Regions from separate parts of the Sus scrofa genome. Here regions 2 and 3 are each linked to region 1. The links are chromatin contacts, called in public Hi-C and HiChIP or PLAC-seq maps. All regions are on one chromosome and are shown on one strand. Each heading gives the region's core, a stretch centred on a gene start, on an enhancer-like site or on the middle of the called end of the contact. The rest is flanking DNA. Distances are from core to core; before and after follow the strand shown. Region 1 holds the start of NEURL3 (E3 ubiquitin-protein ligase NEURL3). Region 2 holds the start of TMEM127 (transmembrane protein 127). Region 3 holds the start of SNRNP200 (U5 small nuclear ribonucleoprotein 200 kDa helicase).

Evidence for each region. A called contact is a pair of places that touch in the nucleus more often than the background predicts. HiChIP or PLAC-seq counts read pairs in DNA pulled down with a chosen protein or histone mark.
Region 2: a contact with region 1 is called in a Hi-C map of liver, with 3 times the contacts expected there. The contact joins the promoter of TMEM127 here to the promoter of NEURL3 in region 1. A contact is called at or near these places in 1 of 5 promoter capture datasets (fetal skeletal muscle), 2 of 47 Hi-C or Micro-C datasets (heart right ventricle and liver) and 1 of 2 datasets of contacts at active chromatin or transcription factors (alveolar macrophages).
Region 3: an H3K27ac HiChIP or PLAC-seq map of alveolar macrophages shows a contact between it and region 1. The contact joins the promoter of SNRNP200 here to the promoter of NEURL3 in region 1. A contact is called at or near these places in 4 of 5 promoter capture datasets (fetal liver, fetal skeletal muscle and liver), 26 of 47 Hi-C or Micro-C datasets (adipocytes, alveolar macrophages, blood and 16 more) and 2 of 2 datasets of contacts at active chromatin or transcription factors (alveolar macrophages and skeletal muscle).

Annotation. Positions count from the first base shown.
Region 1 is chr3:46,740,191-46,743,234 of Sscrofa11.1, forward strand. It overlaps NEURL3 (E3 ubiquitin-protein ligase NEURL3), which reads left to right and starts at 1,446. Exons shown (of 4, transcript XM_003124839.5): 1 at 1,446-2,876. The coding sequence starts at 2,849.
Region 2 is chr3:46,965,425-46,968,468 of Sscrofa11.1, forward strand. It overlaps TMEM127 (transmembrane protein 127), which reads left to right and starts at 1,434. Exons shown (of 11, transcript XM_021087100.1): 1 at 1,434-1,584; 2 at 2,008-2,325. The coding sequence starts at 2,082. It overlaps CIAO1 (probable cytosolic iron-sulfur protein assembly protein CIAO1), which reads right to left and starts at 1,579. Exons shown (of 6, transcript XM_013995867.2): 1 at 996-1,579; 2 at 56-204. The coding sequence starts at 1,134.
Region 3 is chr3:46,927,637-46,930,680 of Sscrofa11.1, forward strand. It overlaps SNRNP200 (U5 small nuclear ribonucleoprotein 200 kDa helicase), which reads left to right and starts at 1,430. Exons shown (of 45, transcript XM_021087098.1): 1 at 1,430-1,633; 2 at 2,100-2,263. The coding sequence starts at 1,589. It overlaps LOC110259970 (a long non-coding RNA gene), which reads right to left and starts at 1,392. Exons shown (of 2, transcript XR_002342509.1): 1 at 1,259-1,392; 2 at 553-991.

The DNA.
Region 1 (3,044 bases), core at 196-2,695:
CGCGCCTCCTGCAGTACCGACCGCAGCCAGCAGGGGCCGCCTCAATCACCGTCCAGAAGCTTCCCTCCTCTCAGAGGGCCTTCCTGGGACAAACGTTTACAACAGCCTTGCTGCCAAGCGCGGGGGTGGCCTGGAGGGGAGGGAAGGGCTCAGTCTTCATCCTGAGGTGGCAACCAGTCAGCCACTATCCATAAAGCCCCCACTAGTGTCAGTCGAATGGGGAAGATGTTAGTGGCAGCTAAACGTCCCAAGGGGCCATCGGTGGCCTGAGTGAGGATGGTGGGGGACGCACAGCCTGGCACTTAAGGCATCACCTCTGAAGCCAGCCTGCCTGGGCACGCCCTGGTCTGTCACTTACTGCCTTGTGATTGTGAATAAATTGCTCACCCCTTTGTGCCCCAGTTTCCCCATTTGTAAAATGATAATTATTACAATACATAGAACTTTTCAAGAAGTTCCTGCAAGGATTAGCAAGTTAATGCGGCACTGGACTTAGCAGTGTTTGTTGAATCAATAGACATGGGAGTTGTGTGACGGGGGTGGGGGGTGGGGTGGCCTGGGCACCCCCATCCCCTGGATGTCAGTCCTGAGGCAGTATTTCAGTTCTCAGGACACCCACCCAGCTGAGGTCCTAAAGATGAGACCATACCACCCCAGCCTGCTGACACTGGGCAGCCTGATGTCCAGAACTTGTGCAGTAATTTTCCAGATGGGCTGAGGCTCAAGGCCTGACTTCCCTGATAAGATTCCATAATTATCTCTTTTATAGGAATGTGGTTTATCAACAAGGTGCTCTTGCTCCAACCCACCCAAGGCAGGCAGCCAGCCATACGGGGTTGGGGGGGGAGGTAGGGAAGGCAGGCTCTCTGGCTCCAGCACTGCCCAGAGATAAGGGGATGCCCCTAGCCCTGGTCCCATAGGCTGGGCCAGCCGGAAGCACCAACCGTGGACTTACTGTGATTGCTGTTGACTTCTCAACAGTTTGCCTTTGACCTTTGGGAGACTGTTTCTGGAGAGCCTGGCAGGGGGCTCGGTGTTCAAGAGAAGGTCACTGGACCTTCAGCAACATCTTCTGAAGTCAACTGGGAAGCAGCTGTCCCTTCTCTGTCAACACGACCACAGTCTTGGCCCATTGGGACTGGAAGGGGCCCACAGAGCAGCTCATCCTGGTTTTCTGTTTTCTCTCTCTCTTTAGGGCTGCACTTGCAGCATGTGGAAGTTCCCAGGCTAGGAGCTGAATCAGAGCTGCAGCTGCTGGCCTATACCACAGCCATAACAACACAGGATCCAAGCCACGTCTGCAACCTATACCACAACTCACGGCAACACCAGATCCTTAACCCCCTGATTGAGGCCAGAGGTGAAACCTGAATCCTCATCGATACTAGTCGGGTTTGTTACTGCTAAGCCACAATGGGAACTCCCTCTTTTCCTGTTTTACTCATGAGGACACCAGAGCCCAGGGAGGGTAAAGGAGGACAAATTAACACCAGGGGCAGAACTCTAGCTTCCCCCATCCTTCCCCCTACCTCAGCCAAACTTCTCAGCCCAGGCAATAGCACCACTGTCCCCAGCAACTCCAGGGCTATGCATGGAGCACATCTACCTTGTTAAAGCCAGTTCAGAGTAGTCAGTGGTCAGGCCTTGATCTGGGGCCTTGGGAAGGCCTTAGCCTGGAGGTCAAGGGCCAGGGTACCTGTAAGCCTCCAAACTAACTTTTAGGGCTTATCATCTAAAGTTGGGTTCACAGATCCACCTTGTTAGAAAAGCAGAATCCAGAGGTTCCACTGTGGCTCACGGGGTTAAGAACACAGTGTGTTCTCTGTGAGGATGCAGGTTCCATCCTGGACCTCACTCAGTGGGTTAAGGATCTGGCGTTGCAGTGAGCTGTGTTGTAGGTCGCAGATGCAGCTCAGATCAGGTGTTTCTGTGGCTGTGGCCTCAGCTGCACCTCCAATTTGAGCCCTCAACTGGGAACTTCCATGAAAAGCAGAATCCCAGATGCCCCTTTTGAATCAATCTGCATCTTAATAAGGTGCCTGGAGGTAGGTTCCCATGCATGTGGCAATGCGAGAAGTGCTAGGTTAGAGCTAGTGATTAGGGCCACTCTCCTGTCACCAGCCTCAGTTTCTCTAAGGGAAACTCTCTGACCTCTTTGCCATGACCTCCTGCGGGACGCTGCGATTCTGGGAAGAGGACTTCCAGCTCCAGCTAGGCTGGGGAGCAGTCCACCCCTCTCCCATTTTGTCTGCTTGGCCCTCCTCCTCTGCCAGAGACCCAGGCTTGGGGAAGCGTCCCAGATCCTGGGATGCAGCTAATTCAATTCGATCCCCTTCAGCAACAGTGTGGCTCCTGTGTGCTGGGGTCAATTGCAGTGAATCCCTACACTGGACATTAGAATCCTCTGGGGTGCTTTTAGAAAATATTGATGCTGGCCCCACCCCAGGCCACTGGGATCTCTGGGGGCAGGGGCAGAGGTCTGGGGGCAATTGAGGTCTCGGGGGGCAGGTCTGGGTACAGGTACTTATGATAATGCCCCAGCAGTGATAATGCAAATCTGGGTTGAGAACAATGGCTCAGAAGGAAGAGAGAAGTCTACCGCCAGATCCTTTGCAGGCCATCTGCTCAGTCCCCACTTCCTCCGGGACAGCCAGCTGCAGCAGGCCTGTTGCAAGGCAAAAGTCATCAGGAAATTCCCTGGATATTGTAACCCGTGATTGCAGCCTCTAATTAATCATCAACACTGTAATATGATCCTGGTTTGACAAGGGGACCTGCTGAATCTTTGGAAACCTGTCCACTTGGCCTTCTCCAGACCCAGGGACCTGTGCCCAAGGACCCCAGGCTGATGGGGGCCCAGATCTGCTCCCAGGCTGGTAAGTGGGAGCCCCGAGGTTGGTCCCTGGTCTAGGAATGCCAGAAGCGGGCAGGGGAGTGGGGGGGGGGGCTCTGTGTTCTGGCTGGGGTAGAAGTCTTGGGAGGTAGAGGTATGGTCAGTGTAAATACTGCTCAGACGGACTTTCTGATACAGGCTGAGCTGCCCT
Region 2 (3,044 bases), core at 184-2,683, 230 kb after region 1:
ACCCACTCAGGTCAGTTCAGGTTCCAACAATCCTGGCCCCATCCAACCCAGTTACCTCAAAGTCATCCTTGTTTTTCTTCCAAATGCAAGTGGTGGCATCAAAGCTGGCAGAAGCCAGGTAATTTCCACAGGGAGACCAGGCCACCTTCCGTACGGTGCGCTGGTGGCCTTCACAGAGGACAGATTTGCAGATCCAGCTGTCGCCTAAAAGCAGAGAGCAGACCAGGCTCTGGAGCTGGGTGCACAAGAAGATACTGAAGTACTAACGATGCCACTGGGTAATGGGGACCAGTATTGGAGCCCAGCTGAGAGGGCAAAGTTCAGTGGGTGTATTTAACAACATGCTTTCAGAAAGCTGTAACTGAATCCACTTCCTTAGGAGGCATCTTTCTAAAACAAATGAGGAGTTGCCCTCCTGATTTAAAACTGTCAGTGGTGGAGTTCCTGTTGGGGCTCAGGGTTAAGAACACGACTAGTATCCATGAGGATGCGAGTTGGATCCCTGGCCTTATTCAGTGGGTTAAGGATCCGCTGTTGCAGTGTAGGCTGCAGATGCAGTTCAGATCAGTGTTGCTGTGGCTGTGGCGTAGGCTGGCAGCAGCAGCTCCGATTTGATCCCTAGCCTGGAAACTTACATAGGCCTCGGATGCGGCCCTAAACAGTCAATGGCTCTCAAATACCGTTGGGACAAAATGTAAACTTCATCGTCTGTCGCAAAATACTCTGCAGGCTACTTTCCTACCACCTTCTCTCATTTTCCTGCCTCAGAAACTGTCATAATTCCCTATTTCGGCCATCTACTGACATCTTTGCTTCTAGCCAGAAAAACCAGAGAGTGGCTAATGTCCAACTCGAAAGTGGCTCCTCCATCTTCTCCCTCGGCCAGTGACCCCGCCTTTCTGAATCTGCTGCCCCGCAGGCTGCGCACTCCCAGAGCATGGTACCCACACCAAGCACACGTAGATCCCTCGGCGGCAAGCCGGGACCGGCCTTACCCTCTCTGCCCCAGATGCGGACGCTACGATCGCCACCGCACGAGGCCAGCAGAGTTCCCGCGGGGTTCCAGGCCAGGAACCAGCAGCGGGAGTCCGGGTGCGCCGGGATACGGCCAAGCAGCACCAGCGAGTCCTTCATGGCGGCCTGGCGCAGAAAGTGGTGAGCAGAGACAGCACTGCCGACTGCGGCTCCCACCACGCAAACCTGCTTCCGCCCAAGGGCCGCGGGTTCTCTTAGGAACTAAAGGGTCCGCTGCTGCGGCCGCGCTGCCCTCTGGGAGTTGTAGTCGGTCCTTAGCCACCCCTCTCCAGTCCCCACAGCGGAAAACATCGCGGTATCGGCTAGAACTACCAGTCCCGTGAGGCCTTGCGCAGGGGACCGGCGGCGCGCCCGGGCTGTGTCTGGCGCGGGGGACGGGGCGGGGAGCCGGAGGAGGCGGGGGCAGAGGTGTAGAAGCCGGAAGTGGATCGGGCCCGGGTCTGTCCGGGCGTTGCGGGTTTGGGGCCTGGGAACGGTCGGCCCCGCAGAGCTGAGGAGCCCTTGACGGGACGGAGCGACGCCATCCAGACACTTAAGGCCTGCTGACTGGTAAGGATTAGGAGTTAGTGAGAGGCGGGTCCTTTCTGGGTATAGGTCGCACCCCAGAGCGCCGTTCCCAGATCCTGGGTCCCCGATCCCTGCGGCCCAGGCTAGTTCTCCGCGCTTCGACTCCCTCTGGCCAAGACCCCTCTGGTCAAGACTCTCTTCCACCAGTAACGGATACCTTCGTCCCAGCCTTCTCCCTACTCCGCTCTGCCGAGATGCAGCGGGCCCCTAGCCCTCTCCCGGTCCTCATCCCGCACCTCCGCAGTCCCACTCCAGGGACCCGGTCCCAGTTCCCTAACCCCCGCAGCTCTCGGGTCTCAGCTCGGCCCTCTGTCCCACCCCTGTCCTCATCAGCATGGACCCTGACAGCTTTGCTCCAGCCTTACCTGCTGCGAACCCAGTGCGTTGCTCTCCTCCCCTGGACAGGCAGGCTCTGTGCGCCCCGCGGAGGTCGGCGGCGACCAGCAGCGACCGCGGAGCTACGGCGGGCGGCCCCGGGCATGTACGCCCCCGGAGGCGCAGGGCTGCCCGGCGGGCGCCGGCGGAGGAGCCCGGGAGGCAGCGCTTTGCCCAAGCAGCCGGAGCGTAGCCTGGCCTCAGCCCTACCGGGTGCCCTGTCCATCACCGCGCTGTGTACTGCCCTCGCCGAGCCTGCCTGGTTGCACATCCACGGTGGCACCTGTTCCCGCCAGGAGCTGGGGGTCTCCGACGTGCTGGGCTACGTGCACCCGGACCTGCTGAAAGGTGAGGGCGCTGCGCGCCGGCCCTCTTCTTTCTGGGCAATAGGGCCTCCTCTTCCGAGAGCGAATGTGGTGCGGGCTGGAGCTGAGATAGCCTGGAGCAGGCACTTGGTTGAAGGAAACAGCCCGATTCCTGCCCACCAGGTGGCTCTGTTTGGGGTCCGGCCGCTCATTAATTCTGATGTTATTCAGCCAGGCTCCCACTCCTCAACGCCATGCTAATCTGAACTGCTATTTTAGGATTCTGCCGGAGGAAGGGCGCTGTGTATCGGAAAGAAGATAAGGGTTCTTGCTAGGCATCACAATTAGCTGTTTCCGTCTAAGGAGCCTGTGGGATATAGGAAGGTTTCTTTGGGGCCAACTGATTGATGGAGAAAAAGGAAGTTTTAAATACTGCTAGATTTTTAGAAATATTTTTGAGTTCTATAGTAATTGAATTGTTGTTAGAGGAAAAAGGGAGTCTATGGTATTTTCAATAAGCAGAAGTCAGTTCCATTGCCACCCTCAGTAAAACAGTTGGAATTTGGCTCTTGGAAGCCTTGCAAGTGTGCTGGAATGAGGTAAGGTTTGTTGCTTTGTTCATTATCATGCTTCCCAGCCAGAAAGACAGAGGAAAGGGGAAAAGGATCGCTGTCTTTACTGGACACAGGAGGCGGGGAGCTCATCCTGTCCTAGCCCTGTTGCCAGTAATGACCATAAAGCCTGCTGTGTGGTGGGAGAGCT
Region 3 (3,044 bases), core at 180-2,679, 190 kb after region 1:
ATTCCCAGCCTAGGGGTGAAATCAGAGCTAAAGTTGCCGGCCTATGCCACAGCCATGGCAATGCAGGATCTGAGCCATGTCTGCGATCTGCACCACAGGTCACGGCAACACTGGGTCCTGACCCACTGAGAAAGGCCAGGGATTGAACCCGAATCCTCATGGATCCTAGTTGGGTTCATTACTGCTGAGCCATGATGGGAACCCCTGCTGGTGCTTTTAAACACACTATCTCATTTACCAAAAGACCTAAGAGGAAAGTTTTACTGCCTCAATTTTAAGGATGACAAAATGACACTCACCTAGAAACAAGGCAGCTACTCAAAGTCACAAAGCCACTGAGGAGCAGAGCTGCCACAGAACTTGACTGTCTCTTGGAAGGCCCAGTTATATATACAAAAAACTCTCAGGGCTGCAAACCTCATGCCTACAGGGGCCAAGCAATTACAGGGTCTGTGGGAAGAACATGTGCATCTAATGAAAGTGGCAGTTGCTGATTAGCACCAGGCAAGTCAGCCATGTAAGAAGGTCAGTCCTTTGCTATTTATTTATTTATTTTTTTTTTTTGCTGCACCCTTGGCATGTAGAAGTTCCCAGGCCAGGGATAGAACCTGAGCCACAGCAGAGATAACGCCAGGTCCTAACTGCAAGGCCACCAGGAACTTTCAACAATCCCAGATAGTGAGTCAAACAAAATACTCCTGTAGGGGAAATTTGGACCAGCAGCTGTCGGCCATGGCCATCAGCCATAGAGGATGAATTCCTTTAGCTTCCCTTAATCTTTCAAAAACAAACAAGCTATAACTATTCAGCTATTAGTTGCCATTCCATAGAGCAGAACTCGGGATGGGAAGGCAGGGGATAGGAAGGCAGGAGTGCCTCCAGGGCCCGGATAGGCTTCGTTGTTGGAGAAGAAATTGTTACTGTCTTCAAGGAGTTGGCCTGCCAGGAGGGTAGCTGCTTTCACCGAAGTTCTTCAATCGTGGGGAGGGCCCTGCCGCGTAAAGTGAGACCAGAATGAGAGCTCCGGAGGCATGGGTTTTAGGTGGGACAGGTGGGGAACAGAGCGTTCTTTCAATCGTTCAATATAGAGGAAAAACCCAAGGAAGATATCAGACACAGGCACACAGGTGTTTCAGTTTTCTCAGCCAGAAATGGGGTTCATTAGTTTCTCCTTGCCGGCATAGCTCACAGGACTGTTTCCAGAGGAAGAAGCCGGTAGAAAAGCGCTTGAGACAGGATAGGGGGTAAACAGACGTACGCTTCGCTATGATGTGAGGAGTCTTGGAGGCCGGAGGCCGAGGTGTAAGAAAGTACGGGACGTGGGTCCGGAACCATTGTCTGAGGGTCTCGGAATTCGTCGGTCCAACCAACCGAGCCCATAAGGTCTCAGGAAAGAGGAACGCACACGCCGTAGATACGGTCACCTGCACTTCCGGCGAGCGACCCGGAAGCGGAAGTAAGCTCGTCTCTTTCTCCCTCCATTGCGTCTCTTCTGCGTTGTTTCGGCGCGGCGGTAGCGGATATCCGTGACCGTTGAGAGCGTGCGGTGGGGGAAGAGGAGTGCTGAGACCCCGGAGCAGCGGCGGCCATGGCGGATGTGACCGCCCGTAGCCTGCAGTACGAGTACAAGGCGGTGCGTGCAGGCTCGGCGCAGGGCTCTGGGCTGGGGACCTCGGTGGGGAGCGGGAGTCTGCGGAAGGGAGCTTCTGTCTGAAGGCCTTCGGAAGAACTGCCAAATCAGAGGGGAAGTCAGATCCGGGCGAAGGTGTGGGTACATGATGATAAGACTAATAACCCCACTGGTGTCTGGGACGAGTGGGATGGGCTAAGAGCTCTGCTAGGAGTGTTTGTCCCCTGTCCCCTCAGCGCTTTACCTGCCCTCTTCCGTAAGTCACCCCCAACTTTTCCCAGGTGAGAATTATTGTGGGCAGTGTTAGGAGCAAGGATTGTTCTACCTATTTGATTACCTCTGTCTCACGCGCAATTGTACGATGCTCTTTCTAAGGAAAATATCTTATTCCAACTAATGGTTATCACCTTGTGATAGAGGAATTGGTCCTGCTCACGTCAGAACTTCGATCATATTGTTATCTTTTCAGAACTCGAATCTTGTCCTCCAAGCTGACCGCTCTCTCATTGACCGGACCCGCCGGGATGAACCCACAGGAGAGGTGCTCTCCCTGGTTGGGAAGTTGGAAGGTACCCGTATGGGAGATAAGGCTCAACGGACCAAACCACAGATGCAAGAGGAAAGAAGAGCCAAGTGAGTATAAGGCGAAAATGATTTTTATTCAAATCCAAAGTCCATTTTCTCTTGGTATTTGGGCAGTGTTTTTGCTGAAATGCTTGGTGCAAGGAGACGTAGTGGCATTAAAACTCAGTGAAAGTAAAAACAGAATATAAGAATTGAAAGGTTCTTGGCCTTAACAAGTGTACCTGAGGTGGAAAACAATTTTTAGACCTTTTGCCAGCATGTGTTTCTTGTCCATAGAGAGATCTTAATTTTTTCATGGTATTTTCAAGATTCTTGGTTAACCCTTGTCTCAGTAACTCTTTTCTTCTATTACTAACTTGCCACTCCTACTTCTTTTGTCTTCCCTTGTCCATTTCTATTTTTTCTGTTTTTACATTTTATTTTATTTTTTTAAATTTTATTATGGGGAATTCCCTTCATGGCTCAGTAGTTAATGAACCCGACTAGTGGGTTCAATCCCTGGCCTCGCTCAGTGGGTTAAGGATCTGGCATTGCTGTGGCTGTGGCGCAGGCTGGCAGCTGTAGCACTGATTCAGCCCCTTGCCTGGGAAACTCCATATGCTGTGGATTTGGCCCTGAAAAGGCAAAAGACAAAAAAAAAAAAAAAAAAATTTATTATGGTTGATTTGCAATGTTCTGTCAATTTCTGCTGTATATCTAAGTGACCCAGTCATACATACATGCATAATTCTTTTTCTTATATTATCTTCTATCATGTCCTATCACAAGAGATTGGATATAGTTCCCTGTGCTATACAGCGGCACCTCATTGCTTATTTGTTCTAAATGT